2 separate regions of the Sus scrofa genome follow, and region 2 is linked to region 1. A link is a contact called in public Hi-C data. All regions are on one chromosome and are shown on one strand. Each heading gives the region's core, a stretch centred on a gene start, on an enhancer-like site or on the middle of the called end of the contact. The rest is flanking DNA. Distances are from core to core; before and after follow the strand shown.

Evidence for each region. A called contact is a pair of places that touch in the nucleus more often than the background predicts.
Region 2: a contact with region 1 is called in a Hi-C map of embryonic fibroblasts, with 1.7 times the contacts expected there. The contact joins the promoter of SLC25A42 here to the promoter of TMEM161A in region 1. A contact is called at or near these places in 5 of 47 Hi-C or Micro-C datasets (embryonic fibroblasts, heart right ventricle, liver and 1 more) and 1 of 2 datasets of contacts at active chromatin or transcription factors (skeletal muscle).

The regions. Positions count from the first base shown.
Region 1 is chr2:58,727,043-58,732,343 of Sscrofa11.1, forward strand. It overlaps TMEM161A (transmembrane protein 161A), which reads left to right and starts at 1,696. Exons shown (of 12, transcript XM_021083443.1): 1 at 1,696-1,807. The coding sequence starts at 1,805.
Region 2 is chr2:58,799,575-58,804,937 of Sscrofa11.1, forward strand. It overlaps SLC25A42 (mitochondrial coenzyme A transporter SLC25A42), which reads right to left and starts at 3,782. Exons shown (of 8, transcript XM_021083444.1): 1 at 2,199-3,782. The coding sequence starts at 2,329. It overlaps LOC100511007 (a long non-coding RNA gene), which reads left to right and starts at 1,556. Exons shown (of 2, transcript NR_045043.1): 1 at 1,556-1,618; 2 at 2,135-3,667.

The sequences.
Region 1 (5,301 bases), core at 446-2,945:
CAACACACTGAGTCCAGAGGACCAAAGTCACAAAGAGCAAATCTCCTGCAAACAGACACGCACATGTGCTAATAAACAAGACAAAAACACCCACAGAGACAAGGCAATCAACAATACAGGATCTACTCACAGGCCCCATAAAGACTCTCAGACATTTTTTTTTTTTTTGTCTTTTTGCCTTTTTCCAGTGCCACTTCCCACGGTAGATAGAGGTTCCCAGGCTAGGGGTCTAATTGGAGCTGTAGCCACTGGCCTACACCACAGTCACAGCAACGCAGGATCTGAGCTGCACCTGCGACCTGCACCACAGCTCATGGCAACGCCGGATCCTTAACCCACTGAGCAAGGCCAGGGATTGAACCTGCAACCTCATGGTTCCTAGTCGGATTCGTTAACCACTGTGCCACAATGGGAACACAAAGACTCTCAGACATTTAGTCAAACGCATACAATATGTCCAGATTTGGAGTTCCCATCATGGCTTAGTGGTTAATGAATCCGACTAGGAACCATGAGGTTGTGGGTTTGATCCCTGGCCTTGATCAGTGGGTTAAGGATCCGGCGTAGCCATGAGCTGTGGTATAGCTTGTAGACGCAGCTCAGATCTGGCATTGCTGTGGTTCTGGTGTAGGCAGGCGTCTACAGCTCCGATTAGACCCCTAGCCTGGGAACCTCCATATGCCACGAGAGCAGCCCCAGAAAAGACAAAAAATAAATAAATAAATAAATAAATTTTTGTTAATTGGCTGCACCCAAGTCATATAGTTTCCTGAGCCAGGGATCAAACCTGAGCCACAGCAGTAACCAGAGCCACAGCAGTGACAATGCCAGATCTTTAACCCTCTGAGCCACCTGGAAACTCCAGTTTTCTGTTACATGAGCCAAAATTTTCCCTTTTGCTGGAGACTTTTTAAGTTGGATTTTTTCTTCCCCCTTGAAACCAGAGTTCTGGCTGATGGAAATGAAAAAGGCTTTTGCCAGGTGAAAAACAATGAGAAAGGAGCCACTCCAAGATGGAAGATGGCATTTACAGAGGACTGGAGATGTGAGAAAGCATAGATGGTGGCTAGCTGTATTATCTGCATGTAATAGCGTTGGCAGTAGATTGCAGGCAGGCAGAGGGGTCTGAATTCAGTTTGAACAACTGGGAGTCTATTCAGTGGGAGCCACCGAATTCTTTTTTCTTTTTTAACAGCTGAGCCTGAGGCATATGGAAGTTTCCAGGTTGGGGGTCTATTCAGAGCTGCTGCAGTTGGGGGCCTGTGCCACAGCAAGGGTGGAGTCCTAGCCACGTCTGCGACTTGTCAGTAGCTTGCGGCAACGGGCAAGGATCCTAAACCCACTGAGTGAGGCAAGGGATCAAAGCTCCATCCTCAGGGACACTATGCTGGGTTCTTAAGCCACAGAGCCACAACTGGAACTCTTTTTTTTTTTTTTTTTTTTGCCACCAGATGTTCTTAATCAAGGGAGTTCTGCAGTACGTGGGTAAATGAGTGTATTCGCCTCAGACTTGCTAAATACGTGCAGGTGAGGAAATTGAGTTTTAGAGACAGCGGCCACACAGGGGTCGCAGAGACAGTCTGGACTCAACCTCTGCCTAAGCTCACCGAGCGCCTTCGAACTACAACTTCCGACATGCAACGCGAGCGACTCCTTGTCCCTAGTGATTTGCCCCGGCTCCAAGCGTGATGATTGGTTGGATGGGCTGCTTGTCATACCAAAGTAGTGTTCTGAATGGCCGAGTTCCGCAAGGAGCTCGGAGCTTCAGGCCCGTGGGTCCCAGCACCGCGCTCCCGCCGGCAACATGGTGAGCCGGCATCTCCTAGCATGGGGGGCGCCCTGAGGGCCTGGGATTCCGCCAAGGGGATCCCGGGAGACATTGAGGAGACGGGGAACCTTTTGTGGGGGTTGAGTGCTTTGAGGAACTCTGGGTCGCGCTGAGGGCCATGTGTCCCTCTTTGGAGTCAGGATCTCGCTACGGGACCTATGAAGGGTTCGGGGATTGTGCAAGGAGACTTGAAGGCTCTGAGCAATTCTGGGCTTCTGACGAGTCCCTGGGGGGGCCCTCTAGGAGACTGGTTCTGCTGAGGGTTCGTCCATGGAAGGTACTGGGGATCTGAACACATTCAGAGCCCCTCGAGGGAGATCTTGGGTCCTGCTGGGCCCACTCTGGGGATGTTGTCCTGTGGGAGCTGTGGGGGCCGCGCTGACAGGGTCCATCGGGGGTACCTACTCGTATGAGGTGTGCAGAAGGACCAGGGAGAATCCTTAGAGGAGGGGGCCATGACAAGGGGCTCTGGCTTCAGAGTAGGTGAGGATCCCAGAATTGGAGACATCACATTTGAAACCCTCAGGTCTCACGCAGTTCTGGGTCCAACCCATTGCGTTTATTCTTCAAGCTTAGCCTGGCCCCTGTGGGCTGGGCTGGTGCCAGAAGAGGGAGGAACCGCCCCCCCCCCCAACCTCCCCGCCCCAACCCCGAGTTTGGACTGGACAGAGGGAAAGATAGGCTGGAGGGGTGGGAAGGCAGCTTCATCTTGGTTGGGTTGGGGGTGGGCGTCCCAGAGAAGGGACGTTTTAGGTGGGTCTGAAGTAAGAGCATTGATGGAACTGGTTGATGAAAATGGATGATGTTCCAGGCCTGGGTTCTGGACGCTGTGAACGGTGAGAGGAAGGGCTCTCAGAAACGGAATGGAGGAAAGTCACATTGATGTTACTTGGCAAGATTCTGGGATCATAGGTCCATTGAAGGGGCTTTAAACAGGGAAGGGACATGGGCTGATGGGAGGTTCCAGAGATTTTTGGAGATCTGCAGAGCGTGGACCCAAGACTGGAGGCTAATGGGGGTGGCCCTGGATAGACCTCTGGAGCCTAGGTGGAGGAATGAATGCCTGCCTTCCCCCTTCCCTTCTCATACTCCTTCATCCTAACATCCATCCTTCTGAAGCCTCTACTTCTCCCTCCTTTTTCTCCCTCTCCTTCCTACCGTCCTTCCTCTCCTAGGTATTGGGACCGCAGTTTGAACCATAGGTCTCCTCCTTGGGAAGGTGTCGGAGAGTAATGGGGTCAGTGATGGAGAACTGGGGGCCCTGGAGGGCCTCTGAGGGGGGCTGCTGGGGGTTGGGGGAGAGCGCAGGGCAATGAGGCAGGGTGGTCCTGAGCTGGGTCCGCGGGGCCTTGAGGGCTGAGGAGCGGAGTTGGACATTTACTATGAGACTGGGAAGGACCTGGGCTGCCTGGAGGAGCCCACAGTCATGCCCACGGGAGTGATGGGTGGGTGCTGGGGCCTCCGGGGAAGGGGCTGGAGGAGGCATGGTCTTCCAGCTCAGCAGAGAGGTCTGAACTGGAGGTGCTGTTGGGCTGGAGTCGTGCTGGGCTGGGTCGGTGGTGAAAACCCTGCCAAGGCACAGGTCACAAGAGAGAGGCACCTGGAGAGCAGCTGGTGGGTTTCCGGGGGCGGGGGAGGGGAGAGTAGAGGAGGGGTCCTAAGAGGAAGGGCGGGGCCACTTAGAAGGTCCTCCCACTGGGCTTGGAGGGGCCCAACCTCCATTAGTGCTATTGGTCATTAATGGCTGCTAGCCAGTCTGCACTTGGATGGGAGGGAGGCTGAGTAGAGGTCAGAAAGATGACAGCCCAGCCTCCTTACTGGAAAAATGATCCCGTTCTCAGTTTACAAGTCATAGGCAGAGCGAAAATATCCTTCTAGTCAGTTATTTTAACGATAGATTGATTTCTCAGCAGTCATTCTGAATTACAGCGCTAGGCCTGAGAGCCCTAGAGCTTTTCTTTTTTTTTTCGTTTTTTTTTAGGGCGGCATCTGCACATTTGGAAGTTCCCAGGCTAGGGGTTGAATCAGAGCTGCAGCTGCTGACCTACACCACAGCCACAGCAACACGGGATCCGAGCCGCATCTGCGATCTACACCAAAGCTCAGGACAACGCTGGATCTGTAACCCACTGAGCAGGGCCAGGGATTGAACCCACATCCTCATGGTTGGGTTCATAACTACTGAGCCACACCGGGGAACTCCAAGCTTTTCCTATTAAAGTTAGCTTATTTTTGACTGATTAAAGGATAATCTTAATAATTAGTTTTAATATTAACGTAATCTTTATTTCATTTTAGTTGTTAATTATAATGCCACAATACTAGCAGACAGCCCTCTTGAGCGCTTAATATTATGTAATTACTGATAGTAAATCGATATTTACTGCATTTAAGCAGGAAAACCCAGCTTAAGTTTCAGACTGATTTTGACAAACATTTCTTCTAAAACGTTTTTGGTTTTTTTTGTTTGTTTGTTTTTTGTCTTTTCTAGGGCCGCTCCTGCGGCATATGGAGGTTCCCAGGCTAGGGGTCTAATCGGAGCTGCAGCTGCTGGCCTACACCAGAGCCACAGCAACATGGGATCCGAGCCATGTCTGCGACCTACACCACAGCTCACGGCAACGCCGGATCCTTAACCCACTGAGCAAGGCCAGGGATGGAACCTGCAACCTCATGGTTCCTAGTCGGATTTGTTAACCACTGCGCCACGACGGGAACTCCTCTAAAATGTTTTAAAATAAGCACATGGGGGAGTTGTTGTGGCTCAGCGGTAACGAACCCGACTAGTATTCATGAGGATGTAAGTTCAATCCCTGGCCCCATTCAGTGAGTTGAGGACGGATGTTGCCTTGAGCTTCGGAATAGGCGTAGGTCGTTGGGATCCCGTGTTGCTGTGGCTGTGGGTAGGCTGGCAGCTGCTGCTCCAATTTGACCCCTAGCCTGGCAACTTCTGTATGCTGCCAGTGTGACCCTAAAAAGCAAAAGCAAAGAAAAAGAATTCCTGATTTTAAAAAGTCATACCACTCAAATATGTAAGTCTTTGTCCTGAAACAGGTAGTGGGCCAGAGACAGCTTTCCTCGTTGGTTGATTATAGAGGAAGGGAGAGGGAGAGAGGGTGATTTAAATTATCAAAGGTAATTAAAATGAGAAAGACTTGGGGGTCGGAGCACCAGGGTGACTGCTGAAGCTGGAAGCTCACCTGAGACATTGTTGGTGCGTGGGTGGGACAGTGGGGTAAGAGCGGCTTTCACTGAATATGCCCTGCTTCTGGTAGGTGCAGAAGGTGGTCTTGAGAGGACATGAAGCAAAATAGGATCCCCTCATTCCAGATGAAGAAACTGAGGCTTGGGGAGTCTTTAAATCCTTGGGGAGACTTTAAATCCTTAGCAGAGGCAGAAAGTGAGCCCCAGTCTCTGCTCCAACGTATGCTCCCCTCCACCCTACAGCCCAGCCAGGTGGTGGGGACCCGCGC
Region 2 (5,363 bases), core at 2,532-5,031, 75 kb after region 1:
GTAGTTATAAAATCATCCACCCTTTTGATAAAATCTTATACAAATTTACCAGTGGTTTAAAAGGGGTGGTGAGGGGGGATATACACCCCTCCCCTAGAGCCATTAGACTATCTCTGGAAGGGAACATTATTAGATAGGAGGAATTATTAACAATGAGGGCCCCCAGAGGGGGATGGGGTACAGCCCTATGGAGAGACCTGCGAGGTTTTTACTCCTATGTACTGTTTGATTTTATTTATTTTTTTTACTAAGTACATCAATTACTTTGTCAAAGTTTATTCATATATTCACAATGTGTTTGTATACACAACATATGCACATACATACATATATAAAATGTGTGTATGTGTATATATGTACATCTACATATATATACATATACATACACATACAAACACAAACACGCACACAATTTAAATGACTCCTTTTGAACTTGGACAGAAAACCCCGATGGCTTCAGTTTCCACAGGAGAAGCTGAAGGTGAAAAAACCCTCCAGAACATTCCAGCATCATCTTTGCAGGGGAAGCCAGGAGAGAGGTAAGAAATATTATGCAAGCATTACAGGAAACAGCACATTACTGCTTTTTTGACAACAAAACCTTCTTCCTTGTTGTACACTTGCAAATCACACACCAGAGAACTTGAAAAGTTCCAGAAAAATCTTTATCCCCAGCACCATGCCAGGCTCCAGTTTTGTAGTTATCTCTAAGCAGCTGAAACATTAGCTTTCTCACTGTGAAGAGTGTTTCCTTACTCTCTTGGTTCATCAGCTTCCAGGACCCAAGGAGCTCCCCCTGGTCAGCGAGGGGTCTGCAAGATCTGGCCAGGCAAGTCCCCACCCCTACCCCCACGCGACCCTATCCGCTGGGCCAGTGGCACTTTGGGTGTTGAAGCCCAGTTCCAACAACGCCCCGCCTCCACTAGCTACAGGGCTCTGAGACACATGCTCAGCAAACGACTGGGGCCACCCCTTCCAGCTCAGTCTTTCCGGACCTAGTCAAAGTCATGACTCCTAAGGAACAGCTGCAAGGAGGGTGGGGGGTCCCCTCCCCTGCCAACTCCACAAAGATGAACACAACAGATGGGCAAAAATGGGGTTGGCCCACAGAGAAGGGTCAGCAGCCATGCTCAGGAAGGTGTGGGCAATGCCTCCCCAATTAAATCGCTTTAGATTTGTTGCTGGTAAAAAGGAGATAATTCCGGTTTGTCTGGCTGAAGGGATTATTCTAAGCCCGGAAATCACTTTATAGACCGCCATAAATGAAAAAATATCTGGGTAGGCTTTTCTTGGGGATTGTGTGTGTGGAGGGTGCAGTGATCCTGAGATAGCAAAGCTTGGGTGAATGTTGGAAAACCTGGGGAAATTGGGAAGGACTAGGGAGGGGGCACAAATACACCTGTGTCTGAACGGAAGTAAGGGTGGGTGCACAGACTAGGGATGTGCGAGTGATGAGAGGGCTGCAAGGGGCAGAGGGCAAGTGTGTGCATGTGTTGGGGGAGTACCTGAGGGCAATGACCCAGATTACTTAAGGGAGGGAGCAGTGAGAGGGTCATAGTCCTGGGTATGAGAAAGCTGGTGAGGAGATAGGAACGGGTCTAGATGTGAATGGGGGACGGTAAGTTTGGGGTGACAGGCTCAGGTATGGGTGTGGAGGTACAAGCCCAGGTGTGGTATCGAGGGGGACGGAAAGGAGGGTGGAGACTACCCAGTGGTGTGGGGGTGTCATCAGGGACGGACTGAGACGACATGGGAGGCATTCGTGAGCAGGGGCGAGTGTCGGGTGTGTAAGGGGGAATATGAGTGGGAGCATAGACTCAGATGCGTGAGGGGGTGCAGGCTCAACTGTGCGGGGAGCCTGGGGGCATGGCCCCAAGGGGGTGGGGGATGTCAGCAAGGCGGACAGTCTTAGGTATGTAAGGGGAGATGTCAACGAGAATGGATGTGATGTCAGGTGTGTGGGGGCTGACAGTGAGTCTCACATCCGGCTGGGGGCCCTCAGGGGATACCAGACGCGGGACGTGGAGGTCGGGAGGGTGGGCTTTAACCTCTTCCAGTCCCGGTGATGCTGCTGTCACGCCCCGCCTCGTCTGCCCTCGTTCCAGGCCCATGACAGAACTGTGCATCGCCCTAGGTCGGCCCGAAGGGCGCGGGCCCCCCTACGCCTGCGCCACCCCACGCCCCCCGTGCCCCCTCACCGGCTGGGAAGCGTCGCCGCCGCCGCTGCCGCCGCCACCTCCACCGCCACAGCCCCGCCTCGCGCACTCTCGGCGCGCGCCGCGGGAGGGATCCACGCTGTACTCCGATTGGCTGCCTGCTGGCCAACCATCTCTGAAGACGGCGGATATTGGTGAGCATGAAGCGGACGGGCAGCCCTTGCAGCCAATAACTGGGGGATAGAGGCGGGGCTGTTGGGAGAGGCTGCGGGTCCCGGGGGTGCCCTGCTGGGTGTGAGGAGCTGGGAGGCGAGGGCCTGTAGGCAGGCGAAGATTGGAGCCCTCGGAGAAGATGGGCAGCCCCAAGGACCAATCGCTTGGGAGAAAGGGCGGGGCTCCAAAGAAGCTGGCGCGACTGGCAGCGAGGAACGGAGGGCGTAGCCCGGAGGGCGACGGAGATTGGCTGCGAAGCCAAAGACAGGCAGGGCCGGCGGCCAGTCGCGAGGGCCGTGGGCGGTGCGCCCTGGACCAGACTTTGGAGCAAAGGAGGTGTAGAGTTTGGCCCTGAGCACTGTGGCCCGAGGTGGCCTTGGGAGTCTGGCGTAGGGTCCCCTCAGGCTGTGGCAAAGTCAGGCTCTCTGGCCACCCAGTGCAGAAGCAGGACCTCCAACTTGAGCGGCGAACTTGGCCACTAATAGGAAATACCCACTATTCCCCTGCAAAGGATACGGAGGGGGCAGAGAGTCTCGCTGGAAGTCACTCAGCTGTCCTCCACAGCTCCGGGTAATGGCAAAATGTGGAAATAGGTGGAATCTTACGTGCTTTGTGATCTTCTGGAAATGTTTGACTTCTCCGAGTACAAACTTGCTCCTCACAGGACTGAATGACATCCCTGTCAGGCCACTTCCCTGCTAAATCTTTGGTGAATTAACTGAATCCTAACCAGAATCCCATGAGGTCAAAGCGACTACTGGCTCCATTTTACAGAAACCAGAACACAGAGAGGTCAAATCCTTGCCCATGCTCACACAGCACTTCAGCAGGCCCAAAGTTGCCTGGTTTTTGGAAGTAGGGTAAGGCCGTGCCAAAGGACAGCCATGGGGGACCTGAGTGACACAGGTTTGAATACTTGTCCAGCCACTAGCTGACATTACAACAGATATGGTGTACGAGTCCCTGAGACCTTATGTTCTGAAGTAAAAGACTTTCTTTAGCCTCCCAAACTCAGTCTCAAAAAACTGACTCAAGAGTTAATGATTAGGAAATATTGTTACGGCTAAAAAACTAGTTAAAACAGGAGTTGCTGTTGTGGCTCAGTGGTTAATGAACCTGAGTAGTATCCATGAGGATGGAGCTTCAATCCCTGGCCTTTCTCAGTGGGTTAAGGATCCAGCATTGCTGTGGCTGTGGTGTAGGCCAGTAGCTACAGCTGCGATTTGACCCTAGGCTGAGAACCTCCATATGCTGCAGTGCGGCCATAAAAGACAAAAAGACCAAAAAAAAAAAAAAAAGAAAAACAAAACTAGGAAAACAGTCTCCATTATATTATGTCCTACCTTGACCCACTAACTTATTACTAATGGTTACTTTCTTTTCTTCTTCTTCTTCTTTTTTTTTTTTTTGTCTTTTTTGTCTTTTCTAGGGCCGCTCCCACGGCATATGGAGGGTCCCAGGCTAGGGGTCAAATTGGAGCTGTAGCTGCCGGCCTACACCAGAGCCACAGCAACGCCAGATCTGAGCCATGTCTTCGACCTACACCACAGCTCACGGCAGCAACGGATCCTTAACCCACTGAGCAAGGCCAGGGATTGAACCCGCAACCTCATAGTTCCTAGTCAGATTCATTAGTCACTGAGCCACGACAGAAACTCTAGTTAGAGTTATATTGCACCTGGTGTTTTCTTTTCATCTGAAACACTTCCTTAACACCCCCTTCCTTTTGTGAGCAATCTTCACTTCAGAGAGAAGGTCAAGGTTCAATAACCCCAAAGACCACCAGAGACTGTCACCAGACCACCTGACTCTGGCCTTGATGACTTTGAAATGATCTATGGAGGGAGAGGAACACAGGCACCCAAATCCTTACCAACAGCCCTGTTTTCTCAGGCTAAACCTATAAAACCCCTTGCTATCCCCTCTCAAGGCAGGACACAGTTTTGAGGGTGTTAGCCTACTGTGGCCTCCTCTGCCTCGCAAAGTAATAAAGCTGTTCTTTCTGCTTTGCCCAAAACTCTGTCTCCAAGTCTTAATTTGTGCTGGTGTACAGAGGCCACATTTCGGCTATTCAACCTTAGGCAATGCACTTGTGAACCTCAGTTTCCTCAAGGGACAATGATTCCTACACCTGATCTTTCCTCTCTGGGGCTGCTCCCCTGGGAGAACTTACATTCCAGCCATCACCTTGACCTTCTGGTGAAAGCATTTGACCCTGCACAGATCACATCTGGCCTGTGAGCCCCAGCTTTTCTGTGAGGTGTGGGGTCATGAGATTCTTTGCAGATAGTTAGGGAGACACTTGCAGTCCAGCACCAGGCTGTGTCACTGGCACCTCCCCAAAGCCTACCCTGTTCTCTGACTCACAAAGTGCACCCCTTTAATCTCTGGGGCATAGAGGATTACAAATATTCCCAGATACTGGCTCTTATTTCTTCTAGGTGTGGGCGGGTGTTGGTGGAAATCGAGTTAAGAACAAGAGAATCCTGGGAGGGAGCAAGGCTGAGCTAGACTGTAATAAGTGCTCACAGTTTAGATCTGGACAATCCCCCGGCTAAGTTCTCAATCCATAACTTTGCAAAGGGCCCATCTGAGGATACAATGAGGGCTCACAAGGGGAAGTCACTAGCTTGAGGTTACCATCAGATGCCTGATATTCCCATGATGTTCCCACCTGAGTCTCTGCTCAAATAGCTCCCAACTGTGGTTTGCTTCCCTGCAATTTCCAGGCCCTAGTCTCCATCCTGCCCTCTGGAGAAGAGATGGAAGCTGAGTCTGGTGAACACCTACTGGGTATCATATCCTTGCAGGGCTCAAATATCATCTTATGGAGTTCCTGCTGTGGCACAACAGGGTTGGCAGTGTCTTTGGAGCATTGGAACACAGGTTTGCTCCCTGGCCCAGTAGGTTAAGGATCCAGCATTGCCACAGATGCAACTTATGTATATCACAATTTCAGCACAGATCTGATCCCTGGCCAGGGAACTCCATATG